Linked DNA regions of Sus scrofa: region 1 is linked to region 2. Evidence: chromatin contacts called from public Hi-C data. All regions are on one chromosome and are shown on one strand. Each heading gives the region's core, a stretch centred on a gene start, on an enhancer-like site or on the middle of the called end of the contact. The rest is flanking DNA. Distances are from core to core; before and after follow the strand shown.

The links. Hi-C and Micro-C count contacts between places; a contact is called where the count stands out from the background.
Region 1: a contact with region 2 is called in a Hi-C map of embryonic fibroblasts, with 2.1 times the contacts expected there. The contact joins the promoter of ZNF3 here to the promoter of ZKSCAN5 in region 2. A contact is called at or near these places in 1 of 5 promoter capture datasets (fetal liver) and 1 of 47 Hi-C or Micro-C datasets (embryonic fibroblasts).

Annotation. Positions count from the first base shown.
Region 1 is chr3:7,978,590-7,985,482 of Sscrofa11.1, forward strand. It overlaps ZNF3 (zinc finger protein 3), which reads right to left and starts at 4,104. Exons shown (of 6, transcript XM_021086192.1): 1 at 3,967-4,104; 2 at 2,622-2,749. It overlaps LOC110259870 (a long non-coding RNA gene), which reads left to right and starts at 4,252. Exons shown (of 4, transcript XR_002342273.1): 1 at 4,252-4,737.
Region 2 is chr3:6,438,383-6,445,051 of Sscrofa11.1, forward strand. It overlaps ZKSCAN5 (zinc finger protein with KRAB and SCAN domains 5), which reads left to right and starts at 3,933. Exons shown (of 5, transcript XM_013995381.2): 1 at 3,933-4,068; 2 at 5,956-6,472. The coding sequence starts at 6,059. It overlaps LOC106509641 (a long non-coding RNA gene), which reads left to right. Exons shown (of 2, transcript XR_001307332.2): 2 at 1,144-1,486.

The sequences.
Region 1 (6,893 bases), core at 2,854-5,353, 1.5 Mb after region 2:
CATATGGACGTTCCCAGGCTAGTGGTTGAATCTAAGCTGCAGCTGCTGGCAATGCCAGATCCAAGCTGCATCTGCAACCTGTACCGTCGCTTGTGGCAACGCTGGATCCTAAGGGATCAAACCTGCGTCCTCATAGAAACTAGATGCGTTCGTTACCTCTGAGCCGCAATGGGAACTGTACTCAGTGATACTTCTAACAAGCAAAAACTGGGGAACAAGGGTCCCAAATGATGCCATTAATGGAACAAAATACTGAGCAATACTGCAATAAAAAATGTCAGAGTAAAGTAAAAAAGAATTTTACACATAGACTGTAAAATGTGTAAGTATCAACATCAACTTTTAAGAATACTTGAAATAGGAGTTCCCTAGTGGCCTAATCCGTCATTGCCACTGCTGTGATGTGGGTTTGACCCCTGGCCTGGGAACTTCCACATGTGATGGTCATGACCAAAAAATAAATAAACAAAAAAAGAATATCTGTAATAATGGATAAAGCTAATGTACACAGATTTTTCTTAAAAAACAAAACAAAAACCCTCGTAAACATTAGAACTAGTAGAAGGGAAAAAAATCTTAACTTTGGTAGGTTTTTAGCTATTACATAAAATGTAGGTAGCAGAGTTCCTGTCGTGGCTCAGTGGAAATGAATCTGACTAGTATCCATGAGGATGCAGGTTCAATCCCTGGCCTCGCTCAGTGGGTTAAGGCCATGAGCTGTGGTGTAGGTCACAGATGCGGCTTGGATCTGGTGTTGCTGTGCCTGAGGCGCAGGCTGGCAGCTGTAGCTCCGATTCAACCCCTAGCCTGGGAACATCCACATGCCGCAGGTGCAGCCCTAAAAAAGAAAAAATGAAACGTAGGGGCAATCTTAGAGAAAAAGAGGCCATGAAATAGCACCCACATAACAGCTATCAGAGAAGGTTTCCATAAGTTCTCTGTCTCATTTTATTTATTTATTCATTCATTCATTTATTTTGGCCTCCCCAGTAACTCCCAGTCTAGGGGTCCAACCTGCACCACAGTAGGACCCAAGCCATAACTGTGACAATGTTGGATCCTTAACCCACTGAGCCACCAGAAAGCTCCTGTCTGTCTCATTTCAAAAAACTTGGGAGGAGTTCCAGTAGCGGGGCAGCAGAAATGAATCTGACCAGGATACATGAGGACTCAGGTTCGATCCCTGGTCTTGCTCAGTGGGTTAAGGATCCAGCGTTGCCGTGGGCTGTGGTGTAGGTCACAGACGAGGCTCAGATCTGGTGTTGCTGTGGCTCCGATTAGACCCCTAGCCTGGGAACCTCCATATGCCACAGGCACAGCCTTAAAAAGATTAAAAAAAAAAAAAAAAAAAAAAAAACCAACTTGGGAAAACCATACCTATCTCACAGAACTAGAGCAAATAGCTCAGATCTATTGAATTAAAATAAATTCTTCCTAAGATAGTTTTCTGCTTCTAGTCTCCATCAAAGGTGGGGTATTACTGAGGAATCTGGGCCCTTTTTGTGGTCCTGTGTAGTCTCACTACAGGGTGTGAGTGTGTATGTTTATCAGGCTCTAAGAGACTAGTCCCAGTTGCTGTGTTTCCTCTCTGCAGCCTTCTCGTTATCTCCCTTCTCTCAGAACAGACTTCCCTGGATCAGAATGAAGGCACTGAAGCAAGAGCAAATGCTTTTTTAAAAACATGAGATTGTTTATTTCTCTGTTTTTATCCCTATTAAGGTTCCCCGCTCCCCAGTTGCTACGACAATCAAAGGGGGTCTATTTTCTGTGGCCCTGGTAAGACATAACATTAGTACCTAGAATAAGGTTGCGATCTCAAGCACCAGGTTGTGTTTCACAGCTTAATGCTGTGGCAAGAATCAGCAGATAGAGAACAGGTGCAGCAGCCACCAGAGCATCCTTCCACTTTGACAAGAACACAAAGGCAACCCCTGGATTTTGTCTACCCCTTTCTCTTTATTCATCTGCTCATGTAACATTTATTGAATGCCAATTACACTGCAAGGCACTACTGGAAGAAGTAAAAAAAATCAGCAATGCAAAAGCCATTTGCTCCACCACTAAAGATGCTTGCATTCACATAAGGCATAAGAAGGGGAGGGGCCCCAAGAGTCACTCAGAGCTCAGAGAACTCAGAAAAGCAATGAATCAGGCAAGAGCCAGGCCACCGACAATCACAGTGACACCTTCTTGCCTCCATCACTCTCTTGGCTGGGGGCCTTCAGCGCTTTCTCAGAGCCAGCCGTCTTTTCCTTCCTATCAACCAAGTTTACCATCTTCAGGGCTGTTTATAAGCAGAAACCCCCAACAAATCAGCTCTCCGTCCAACCTCTCCATAGAAAGGAAAGTCAGAGGCTCTGACTTCAGAGAAAAAAGCAGTGCTCCCTCCTCCCAGCTGGGTAAGCCGAAGCTGGAACGCAAAGGCATATTGTTGAGAACAAGTCCCCAGTGCCTGGATCAGTAAACAATGTTTCTCCCAGAAAGAAAAACCTCCACTGTGCCCCCACAGCATCAAGTCCAAGCAGGGCCCTTCCCCTGTGCCACTGCCAGCCCCACTCCTGGGAGACTTCCTGAGGACTAGAAAAGGTGACCTGGCAGTGACAAATCATGGAAAGCTTTACCTGCTGGATCTGTTCCTTCCTTCTTTGGAATTAGTCTCTGGAAGGCCAGAGTGGCAATTACTGGGACCTTGGCAGCCTCTGTTCAAGTCCCTGGGAACTGTGACTTAATTGATGCCAGTGCTGTATGACTAAGGGGAAAAAAAGAAAAAGGAATTTTAAATGTTTATGTCAGAGTTCCCTCATGGTGCAGTGGGTTAAGGATCTGGTGTTGTCACTGCTGTGGGTCTGGTTACATCTGTGGCAGGGGGTTTGATCCCGGGCCTGGGAACCTTTGTATACAGCGAGTACAGTCAAAGAAAAAAAGAAAAAGACCACGACTGGCATTTGTGTTGTGGCTTTAGAGCTGAAACAGAAGTCAGGGTTCTCTAGGTCAACCTCCCACCCAGTGCAAGAAACATCTTCCGAAGTTCCTAACGTTCTGTCAGCTAACTTGCTGGACACACATGGCTACTTCAGCGGGGAGTCTGTTCCACTGCTGCACAGGTTCGCCACTGGAGAGGTCTTGAGATGTCAAGCTAAAAATCTGTCCCCTGGATCTTCAACTCTTCAGAGGCCTCATGCCCTACGAAGCTTTAGTGATAGAATCTTCTCCTTCCATACCACTCTCCACCAAACACTTGAAATCAAGTGATGCCTGCACCCCACGAATTTCACTTCTCCGAGAAAAGCACCTTTAGTGCCAATAATTATCCCACAGATTGCAGGCTCATCATCGTGCTTTATCCACTCCTGGAGTTTACACATACCCTTCAGAACTTAAACAACGGGCTGTGTTCGATCCCACTTTGAAAAGCGAATCAAATAGGGGATCTAATACAACTGAAAAATGGGACACAGTGGTACCACTCCCCGAAAGAGACTCGACTGACTGTGCGCCTGGGAGATTATTCCGGAATCTGAGCAGTTCTAACTGCGCACTCTTCGTAGAACTCCTCGTTCTTTGATCTTCAGATCCAGCCGGAGTAAAAACAGACCCTCCCTCCGGCCGCGGGCGCGGAGAACTGTTAACATCAAATAAAAACGTCTCGGAGAACTACCAAGTTAGGGTCGCTGTCACGAGCTGTCTGAAGGCGCGGGACGCCTCTCCGGCCATACTGGAACTTTTTAAGGGCTCGAGCTGGGCGCTGTGCAACTCACAGAACCACAACAGCTGCTCCTTTCCTCCCCGATGCAGGGCGCGCTGGGGGGCGGGGTCCCTGGGGAAGCGAGTCCTGACTGGCGCCTCCCCGCACCCTGCTCCGGGCGGGCCTGGGGACCCCGCGGGCCGCAGCGGCACAGACACCACCCCTTTCCCGGCGACCTCTGCTTCCGTCCCACCGCGAGCCCCAGGGGCGGCCGGACTCACCCTGGGGGCAGGGACGGGAGATTTGGGGGGCTGGACACCGACCAGGCCCCGCTGGACCCTGTCACAGAGCCACACACCGGGGACAGAACAAAGAACGGAAGTTCCCTGCGTTTCGCTTCCGGGTCAGTCCGAGTCACCCCCCGCTACACACACACATACACACAACGCTCCGGGTCCCCCACGTCCACTTGTTCTCTCTAGGAAAATGGGAGGTCTGCGTCTCTCTGTGGTTTGCTGACTGGGCTCCGGCCCCAGCGCGGATGCCATGCTCCGCGCCTGCTGCCCCCGCCCGCAGCGCCCCCTGCTGGCCGGGCGTGGCGGGGCGCCGCGCACCTGGTCCTCACGGCGCATGCTCGAGCGCGGCAGGCGGGGGAGCAGAAGGCGCGGTGTCTGGGGTAGAGGGTCGCTGCTGCGCTTCCACGAAGTGGAGTTTTAAGCCCTAAGGTCGCCTACAGACGGACGCTTGAAGGATTCAATGGAGAAAATGTATCTTCATCTGAAGTTTCCAAACAAATCAGGTTTTGTGTTTGTTTCATGTAAAATGCCTCCTTTAAATTACCAAAATCTTTTTTTTTTTTTGCTATGTTTTGCTGGGTCCGCTGCACCCAAGCCTCGGCAATGACAATGCCAGATCCTTAAACTCCAAATTACCAAAATGTGAAGAGAACGTTCTGGCGCAGCAGAGAATGCATGTGAGGACAAAACCTGCTGGGAGCAGAAAAGATGTGGGGAAGTTATCCATCTAGATCCATCCGGATCCGAAGAAAACAGGTGAGGCCCCATCAATGTGGAGAAAGTATGAAATAGGTGAGATGCTTGAGGAAATGAAAAGCAAGCTTCTTGGTTCACTCACTTTTATGCCCTCACAAGAGGAATCCTTGAAGTGTCAGAAACATCCTTCAGATTATATACAAAAGGAAGTTTTGTGATCTGATTCCCCTTATGGCCCTGCCTCGCATTTGATCGCAGTTTTTCTGCTTCCAGTATTTATAGTGCATCCATTCAGTTTTGCAGTGCAACAGGCCTTACTCTCCAGTGACTTCAGTCTAAGGACAGGAAATATGTGCTGGGGAAAAGGTGACAAAGAGCAGGGCCCTGTCAGGAGGTGACAAGACTTTCCAGTAGCGATGCAGGCCAGTCGGGAAGATGGAGTGTTCTCTGCAGAGTCAGCAACCAGTGCAAAGGCCCTGAGGCATGAGAGAACAATTAACAGGTAACAAAACTGGAGGGTGGCCCAAGAGGTGTGGGTGTGTGACCCATTTCCAGTCCTTCTGGACCCCAGCGAGAATTTGAGCAAATGCTTGGAATGGCCAAGCCGCTCAGCAAACTCCACTCCCCCCCAGGAAGGCATTTTTCCTTTTTCTCTTCTCAATTCCTTATAATCCCACTTGTCCCTCCAGGACAAGAACAGAGATGAAGGAGGAGGCAGTGGCAGGAGAGGAGGGAAGGGTGGAAGCAGAGTGAGGCTCCTCAGAGTGGGTTTGTGTGTTTGGTAAATGTTCACCTAATGACAGTCCTCAGAAAACAGGCCATCAATGCAATCAGCTCTAATACCCTGGGGCTGAGAAGTCAGTTTGCAGTTTACCATTAGTGTTTGCCCCAGAACCCAGCTGCCTGGTTAATTCCCAGCCAGTTCTCAAAAGCTGTGCCGTTAATGATTATTCATCTGAGTCCATGGCCTCCTCGTGCCATGAGTCACCCAGGGGCTGCCCAAGACAGCACTCTACCATGGGGAAGAAAACATTTGAATTTCCATATAGCTTTTATCTGAAAGAAAGAACAAAATAAAGTTTAAAAAAAAAAAAAAAGTAAGCCTTCGTAGGCACAGCCTCTCAGATTCCATTGGCTCTGAGTAGAAGGCTCCTAACCCAGCTGGAACCTGGGGGTCCCCACTAGCCCTGCCTTTGTCGTGTCCCATGGCCAGGATCAATGAAATGACCAGTAAGAAGTGGATGCCCAGATGCAAAACTGATGAGTCAGTTTGTCCTAAAGTGACATGCACCTGTGGCTTTTCAACTAGATTAGAAAAAAGTTGTATCTATTTTTCCAGAGAATTCCACAAGAATTCATCTCTGAAGCTATTTGAGCCTAGAATTTCTTTTGTTTTTGTTTTGTTTTGCTTTTTGTCTTTTTAGGGCCACACCTGCAGCATATGGAGGTTCCCAGGCTGGTACACCACAGCCACAGCAACGTCAGATCCGAGCTGCGTCTGCAGCCTACACCACAGCTCACGGCAACGCCGGGTCCTTAACCCACTGAGCAAGGCCAGGGATCAAACCTGAAACCTCATGGTTCCTAGTCGGATTCGTTAACCACTGAGCCACAACAGGAACTCCTAGAATTTCTTTATAGGAGGATTTTTTTGATTCCTGAAGACTTTGTATTTTTATTTCTTTTTGCTTCAGATTTGGGTTTCTTTTGTTTTGTTTTAGGGCCACATCTGAGGCATATAGAAGTTCCCAGGCTAGGGGTCGAATCAGAGCTTCAGCTGCTGGCCCACACCACAGCTCACAGCTACACCAGATCCTCGACCCACTGATGGAGGCCAGGGATTGAACCTGCAACCTCATGGTTCCTAGTTGGATTTGCTTCCACTCTGACTAACACCCCTAGCCTGGGAACCTCTGTATGCTGTGGGTGTGGCCCTAAAAAAAAAAAAAATACAAGAATGTCCTTGGAATTCCCATGTGGCTGAGCGGGTTAAGTATCCGGCCTTGTCACTGCAGTGGCTTGGGTCACTGTTGTGGCGTAGGTTTGATCCCTAGCCGGGGAACTTCCATGTGCCACAAACACAGCCAAAAACAAACAAAAAGAATATCCTGGATGAAGCAGTAGAAATATTAATTTTATTTCTAAAATGGTAAGCCTTATCAAAGATCAGCAGAAGGGAGGTGGCCTTAGGTGGGTCTTCTTTCAGACTGCAGCCT
Region 2 (6,669 bases), core at 2,683-5,182:
TACTAGCCTGTTGTAATCTGTTTTGTCTAGACATTAACAGGACATGAAACAGGCAAAAGCAGATATTTGTGGATTGGTTTTTACATCAAATCATCTTACCAAGAAAAAAAATTCACAACTCTCAAAGCCCATATATGTCATTCTACAAATTTTGGAGCAAGATGTAACAATGTGACGACATAACTTGACCCATATTTACATCTGATCTCCCCATGTGGTTGGAAAGTCCTTGGAGGTCAGAAGCTTTGCACAAAGTGTACTTATTCATCTTTGTGGGAACACTATCACAATCTGGCAGGGAGTTGAAAGTTCTTTTCCTGGCACTGCACTTTGACTAGGATCAGGTGGCCAAGGATGGCAAGGGAATTAGGGCAGAATGCAAATTCACAATTAAGAGAACCGTTTACAGTACAGGCAAATCTAGCTCCAGTAAATATCCACCTATATAAGTAATTACAGAATACAGAAGAGACTATTAAGTACTATGAGGGTAGCACAAGCATTTTTTTATCTCCTCCCGGTGAGAGGAGATGCATGTTCTCTCAACTTACCATCTGATTAGCAGTCCGGCTCCATCAATTCCTGTTTCTGGGTTGTATGACTATGGACTCTGATCATGATATAGTGATTCGCTTAGCTCTTATTTCCCTTTCTCCTGTAACTTTTGCCTTCATCTGCAGAATATTAAGTGCTTTTATCTGCTCCCACTGATATCACTGAATGATACATTTCTGTGTTCCCAATGCTTTTTATGGTGCTTTGTTCACAGAAATGCATTGAAGAATGCTAGCTGCTTCATCCTTAAAAAAAAAATTAAGTGAGAAAACAAAAATAGGGCAGGGATAAACAAGATGGAATCAGGGAAAAGATGGGATTACAAAAAAACTGCCTACTGTAAACTCTTGCATACTGGAAAACAGAGTTCACAACTATCAAAATTCAAACAGCCTGATTCGGCTAAGGAAGAAAAGAATGCAGTTCAAGTATTCAGCTCTCTTAGGGTCGGGTTTAAGATAAGGAGAAAATACAAAGTGCCTAGAGCAGCACTTTGCCGACCCTTTTACTGTGCATGTGGGCTGATGGTTATGTGAAAAGTCCATTCCCAGCACTGCCTTGACCATCACCCTTTTCTCTCCTTTTCAGATGGTATGTTTCATTGTGGTATAATGCAAAAATGGCCACAAAGTCCCCGTTGGCTAGAGAGCATGATTGGCGCGAGGCTTCTTGGGAGATGTAGTCCCTGGAGCTGCTGATGACCAACTGCCTACCTCACTGGCAGGGACCAGAGGCAGAAGAGGCAAAGAGCCATCCGCATGAGCCCAGGCCAAACTGCCAGCCCACAGAGCCCCTCGATAAATAAATGGTTTCTTTTTTAGGTCACTAAAGATTGGGGATCATTTGTTATACAACACAAGCTACCAGATAATACTCTTTAAAAACCAGACCAAAAAAAAAAAAAAAAAGAAAGGGAGTTCCCGTCGTGGCACAGTGGTTAACGAATCTGACTAGGAACCATGAGGTTGCGGGTTCGATCCCTGCCCTTGCTCAGTGGGTTAACGATCCGGCGTTGCCGTGAGCTGTGGTGTAGGTTGCAGACGCGGCTCGGATCCTGCGTTGCTGTGGCTCTGGCGTAGGCCGGTGGCTACAGCTCCGATTGGACCCCTAGCCTGGGAACCTCCATATGCTGCGGGAGCAGCCCAAAGAAATAGCAAAAAGACAAAACAAAAACAAAAACAAAAAAAACCCAGACCAACTCGATTTGCAATATAACAGAATACTTGGGAATAAACACACGATAGGTAACACACCTATAGGAAGAAAACTTTATTAAAATTTTTTTTCATCTTGGAGGTATACTTGACAAATATGTATATATTTAAGGTGTACAATGCATTTCATATAAATCTACACTGTGATAAGATCACAATCAAGTTAAATAGGATTCATTGCCTCACATGGGTTACAATTTTTTAAACTTTTCATTCCCTCACTCCCCTCCCCTCTGGCAACCACTTATTTGTTCTCTGTATGTATGAGTCTGTTTCTGTTTTGTTATGTTTATTTGTTTTGGGGGGAGGTATGTGGGTTGGCTGCGCCTGCAGCATGTAGAAGTTCCTGGGCCAGGATCGAACCTGCATTGCAGTTGCGACCTGTGCCATGATTATGGCAATGCCGGGGTCCTTAACCCACTGTGCCACCAGGGAACCTTCCTGCTTTTAGATTCCACATATAAGTGAAATTGTATGGTATTTGTCTTCCTCTGTCTGACATTTCACTTAGCATAATGCCCTCTAGATCCATCCATGTTGTCACAAATGGCAAGATATCATTCTTTTTATAGCTGAGTAATATTCCATTATCATTCATTCATATTTACACACATCGCATCTTCTTTTATCAATTCCTATATGAAGAAAACTTTAAGGATCCAAAAGTAGGGCTTTTTCCACAAGGGAAAGACATACCATTTTCCCGGATAGGAAAATCACCTTTGTACAGATGTCAGTTCTCTCTAAGTCAGTATAAATCACGAATGATTTTAATACAGAATTCTTCCCGAACCAGAAAAACTGAATCTTAATTGGAGAATATCAAAGGAACTAGGATACTCTGAAAAGGAAACAAAATTGGGGGGCACTCACTCTTAGAGATATTAAAACCAATGATTAACCTCAGTAAATGAACACAACATGATATTATCCCACGTGTAGACAAACAGACGAATGGAACAGTATAGAAAATTTAGAAACAAATCTCAAAACACATGCAAAATTAACTTGTGATAAAGGCAGCATCACAAATCAATGAGGAATAAAGATAGAATTTCTTGTAAATGTTGAGACAACCGACTAATGATTCAGGAAAAGAGAAAGTTAGATTTATACTTCCTCTCGTACACCAAGATACTTATTAATGGATCAAAGATCCACTTTTTAAAAGTGACACTATGCAATGTTCTGTTAAAATAAAAAACAAAGGTAGACCAGACTTGAAAATTTCTTGAGCAGACAAAACCAGTTTAGTCATAAGAGCAAAGTTTCATTTAGCTCATTTTGCAAGACAAGCCAGGCTAACTGACCTGGGTATTTCTTGCTTATGCCTCTGAAAATCCTCAGCAAGACTTACATTGTTCCCCCAACTCGATATGAAGTAACTACTAACCAATTCCCTCTAAAAAAAATTCTTAATACTGTAACCAATCACTGTGAAGAATAAACAGTCACCGTCTCCACACGATAGAAGATGCTTTATAACATAAAGTTTCTTTCCATGTTTGAATGCTACCGGTTTGTAAGCTTTTTGACGTGTGCACAATAAACTTTTACTAATTATTACTTCATTGATGTATTGCTTTTACTTCTGGTGTTTGTTTTGTCTGAACTTTTAACAATTTTAAATGTCAAAAGTGAAAGCATACAAATACTACATTGACCAAACATACCGCAGTGTCAATTTAAGCGTCTCCAGCGGAGATAGGTGACTTTCTGCAGTTCTTCATTCCCATAAGCTGGACCATGGCGCTAGCAAGGCGTTCTCAAAACCCCATTCCTGATTTGAGTGAAAATTCACAATAGACATTAAAACAAACAAAACTGTCCTGGAGTATCCAAGGATGTATGCCTTCTGATTCAGTGTCGGTTGGCCTCATTCATCTTCGAGACTCGTAATACGGTGACTCTCGTTCTGCCTGTCGAACAGCTTTGTAAACGGATAACAAAACGAGGGCTTATTAAAGATGGGACCCCCTTGGATCCCAGAGAAGCCCTGAATAGACGGCTCTTCTTTGAAAGGATGCGGTACTTCCGCCCCCACCCTCCGCAGCCCGTAGTAGACCCTATGCCGACGCACTCAGCCTTCCAATGCAGGCGCGGAAGAAACGCCTCCCAATCTCACATTTTGATAGGCTCGCGAGACCGAGGCTGCGAAGAGAGCCGTGGCCCTATTGGCTGAAGGACGTGGCCCGCGCGGCGCTTTCTGGGAGTGTAGTCCCTGGGGCCGCTGGCTCCAGGGGCTCGCGGGTCTGACGTCGGAGGTTTCAGCACCTGAGCTGACGGCTGTGGTAAAGAGGTGGGTGTGTCTGGAGGCAGGGTGCGGGGAGTGGCGAGGTTTCAGATGAAGAAACCAAACGGTCCATTAAAGAGAAGTAAGGGTGCGGGCTCGCCGAGAGCTACAGACCTACTTGGAACTGGGGCTCAGAGCGTGGGGCTGAAGGAGCGCAAGTCCCACGGCCAACCAGACAGTGGCAACTGTTGCCTTAGCAAGCCCTCGGGACATCTAAGGCCCCGTCCTCTGCCCCCAATCCAATAAAGGGGCGGGCTCGGGCCGTTTAAATGGTTTGGGGTTGAGTGAGGACGAAGGCGGGTCGGTTTTCTCTCCGGCCCTAGCAACGCTGGACCTGCGGATCGGTGGGCGGGGAACGGCTGTGTTTCTGGAGGTTGGACGGGCATCCTGGGCCGGCGCCCTATCTCCCCGCTGATTGGCCACAGCCCCTCGGGGGCGGGGTTAGGGCGGAGCCTGGGGCGAGCACTTCCCGCCCGCTGCGAGGAGAGGGCCTCCGGGATTCCTAGAGAGGACTCGGAAGTACTCTCGGGGGTGGGGTTTATGGCTCTACACCGTTGGTCAGGGACAGCTTGGACTTGCTTACTTCCGGCGAGGAAGTGTTGGGAAGTGTCGGGTTCGGCTTTCTCTTCGTTTGTGAGAAGAAACCCGTCTTCCCAGCCTTGGCCGCAGGAGCCTGGTCTTCCAGCAGAGCTCCCCGGGACTGGGGCCTTGAGGACAGGCCTCTGTGTCCAGACCATGGTCCTGTCCCTAACCTTGACCGGGCCGGTTTCCGTGGCTCGGGGTCAGGGGCGATTGTGAGGAATCCAGGTGCAAAATCGGTACTTAAAACCCTGGTTCTCTTCGGGACCCATGAAGTCTCCCGTTGGCCTGTCAAGCTCTTGTGGCTTGAGAAGGACAGGGCCAGTTTTGACCGTTGTACTGTTTTTGACCTCTGTTCTGACTTAAGTTGGCTTGTGGTAGAGAAGGAGCGGCTGCGTCTGGACTAGTTAGTAAGTTTTGTCCTGTTTTTTTTATATGAGATTTAATGCTCTTAAGCACTAAAATTGTATTTGATTAGGCTCGATGTCAAATTTTTATTGCTGTCCTTTACCCTTTTTCTTAATTTATTTTGTCCGCACCTGGGCCATGTGGAAATTAATGAGCCGGGGATAGAACTCCAGCCACCACAGCTGCCCCAGCCTCTGTAGTGACACCAGGTCCTTAATCCTCTGAGCCAGAAGAGAACTACCTCCTTTACACTTTTTCAGTGTTGGTCATTATTTTGTGGGTGGAGGGATGGCTGTTTTGTAGTACACTTTTTTTTTTTTTTTTTAGGTCCACACCCTCAGCATATGGAGGTTCCCAGGCTATGGGTCCAATCGGGGCTGCAGCTGTCGGCCTACACCACAACCACGCAGAATCTGAGCATCTTGGACCTACACGTCAGCTCAGGGCAACACCAGATCCTTAACCCCCGGCCAAGGCCAGGGATTGAACCTGCATCCTTATGGATACTAGTTGGGTTTGTTCCTGTTGAATCACAAGGGGAACTCCCTATAGCCCACATTTTTTTTTTTTTTTTGTCTTTTTAGGGTCACACCCTCAGCATATGCAGGTTCCCAGGCTATGGGTCAAATCAGAGCTGCAGCTGTCGGCCTACACCACAACCACAGCAATGTGGGCTCCAAGCCTCCTCTGCCACCTACACCACAGCTCATGGCAATGCCAGATCCTTAACCCGTTGAGCGAGCGCATCCTCACGGATGCTAGTCAGGTTCGTTAACTGCTGAGCCATGACGGAACTCCTGTAGTCCACATTTTTAAGTGTCGTTTCCGTATATCATTAGTTGTTGAGTTGCTGAGTGGTCATTTGTGTCCTCTCTTTGCTAATAATGGTTCCCAATGTACCAGTAGGTTGCAAGCTAATGAACGTGTCCTTCAGAAGATCTCAAGGAGCAGAGAACAAAGTTGATCCGTGCCCCCCGGCTTACCTGGAGAGCTCTGCCTCTGAGTTGGAATGATAATGACAGAATCTGGGGAAGTTATAGACTTAGACCTTCCAGCTGAGACGTCACAGGAGCAGGAGGACCTTCTCATAGTGAAGGTGGAGGAAGAAGACTGCACCTGGATGCAGGAGTACAACCCACCAGCGTTTGAGACTTTTTACCAGCGCTTCAAGCACTTCCAGTACCACGAGGCCTCAGGCCCCCGCGAGGCCCTCAGCCAGCTCCGGGTGCTCTGCTGTGAATGGCTGAGGCCTGAGCTGCACACCAAGGAGCAGATCCTGGAGCTGTTGGTGCTGGAGCAGTTCCTGACCATCCTGCCGGAAGAGTTCCAGACCTGGGTGAGAGAGCATCACCCAGAAAGTGGAGAAGAGGCTGTGGCCGTGGTGGAAAGTATACAGAGAGAACTAGAGGAACGAAGACAACAGGTAAGTGAGAGAGGGGACCTCGGAGCGATGAGGAAGGAGAGGAGGAGTGTTAGGAGCTGCTGAGCAGGGGTGAGACCCTGGGCGCCCTGCCGCTTCATTCATATTCTTTTGTTCTCCTGGGATTAGGTCCACTGTGGAGATTTCCTGCCACTCCAGCAAAGAGAAGCAGTATCCAGTGTGTTAACCTGGAGAAGACA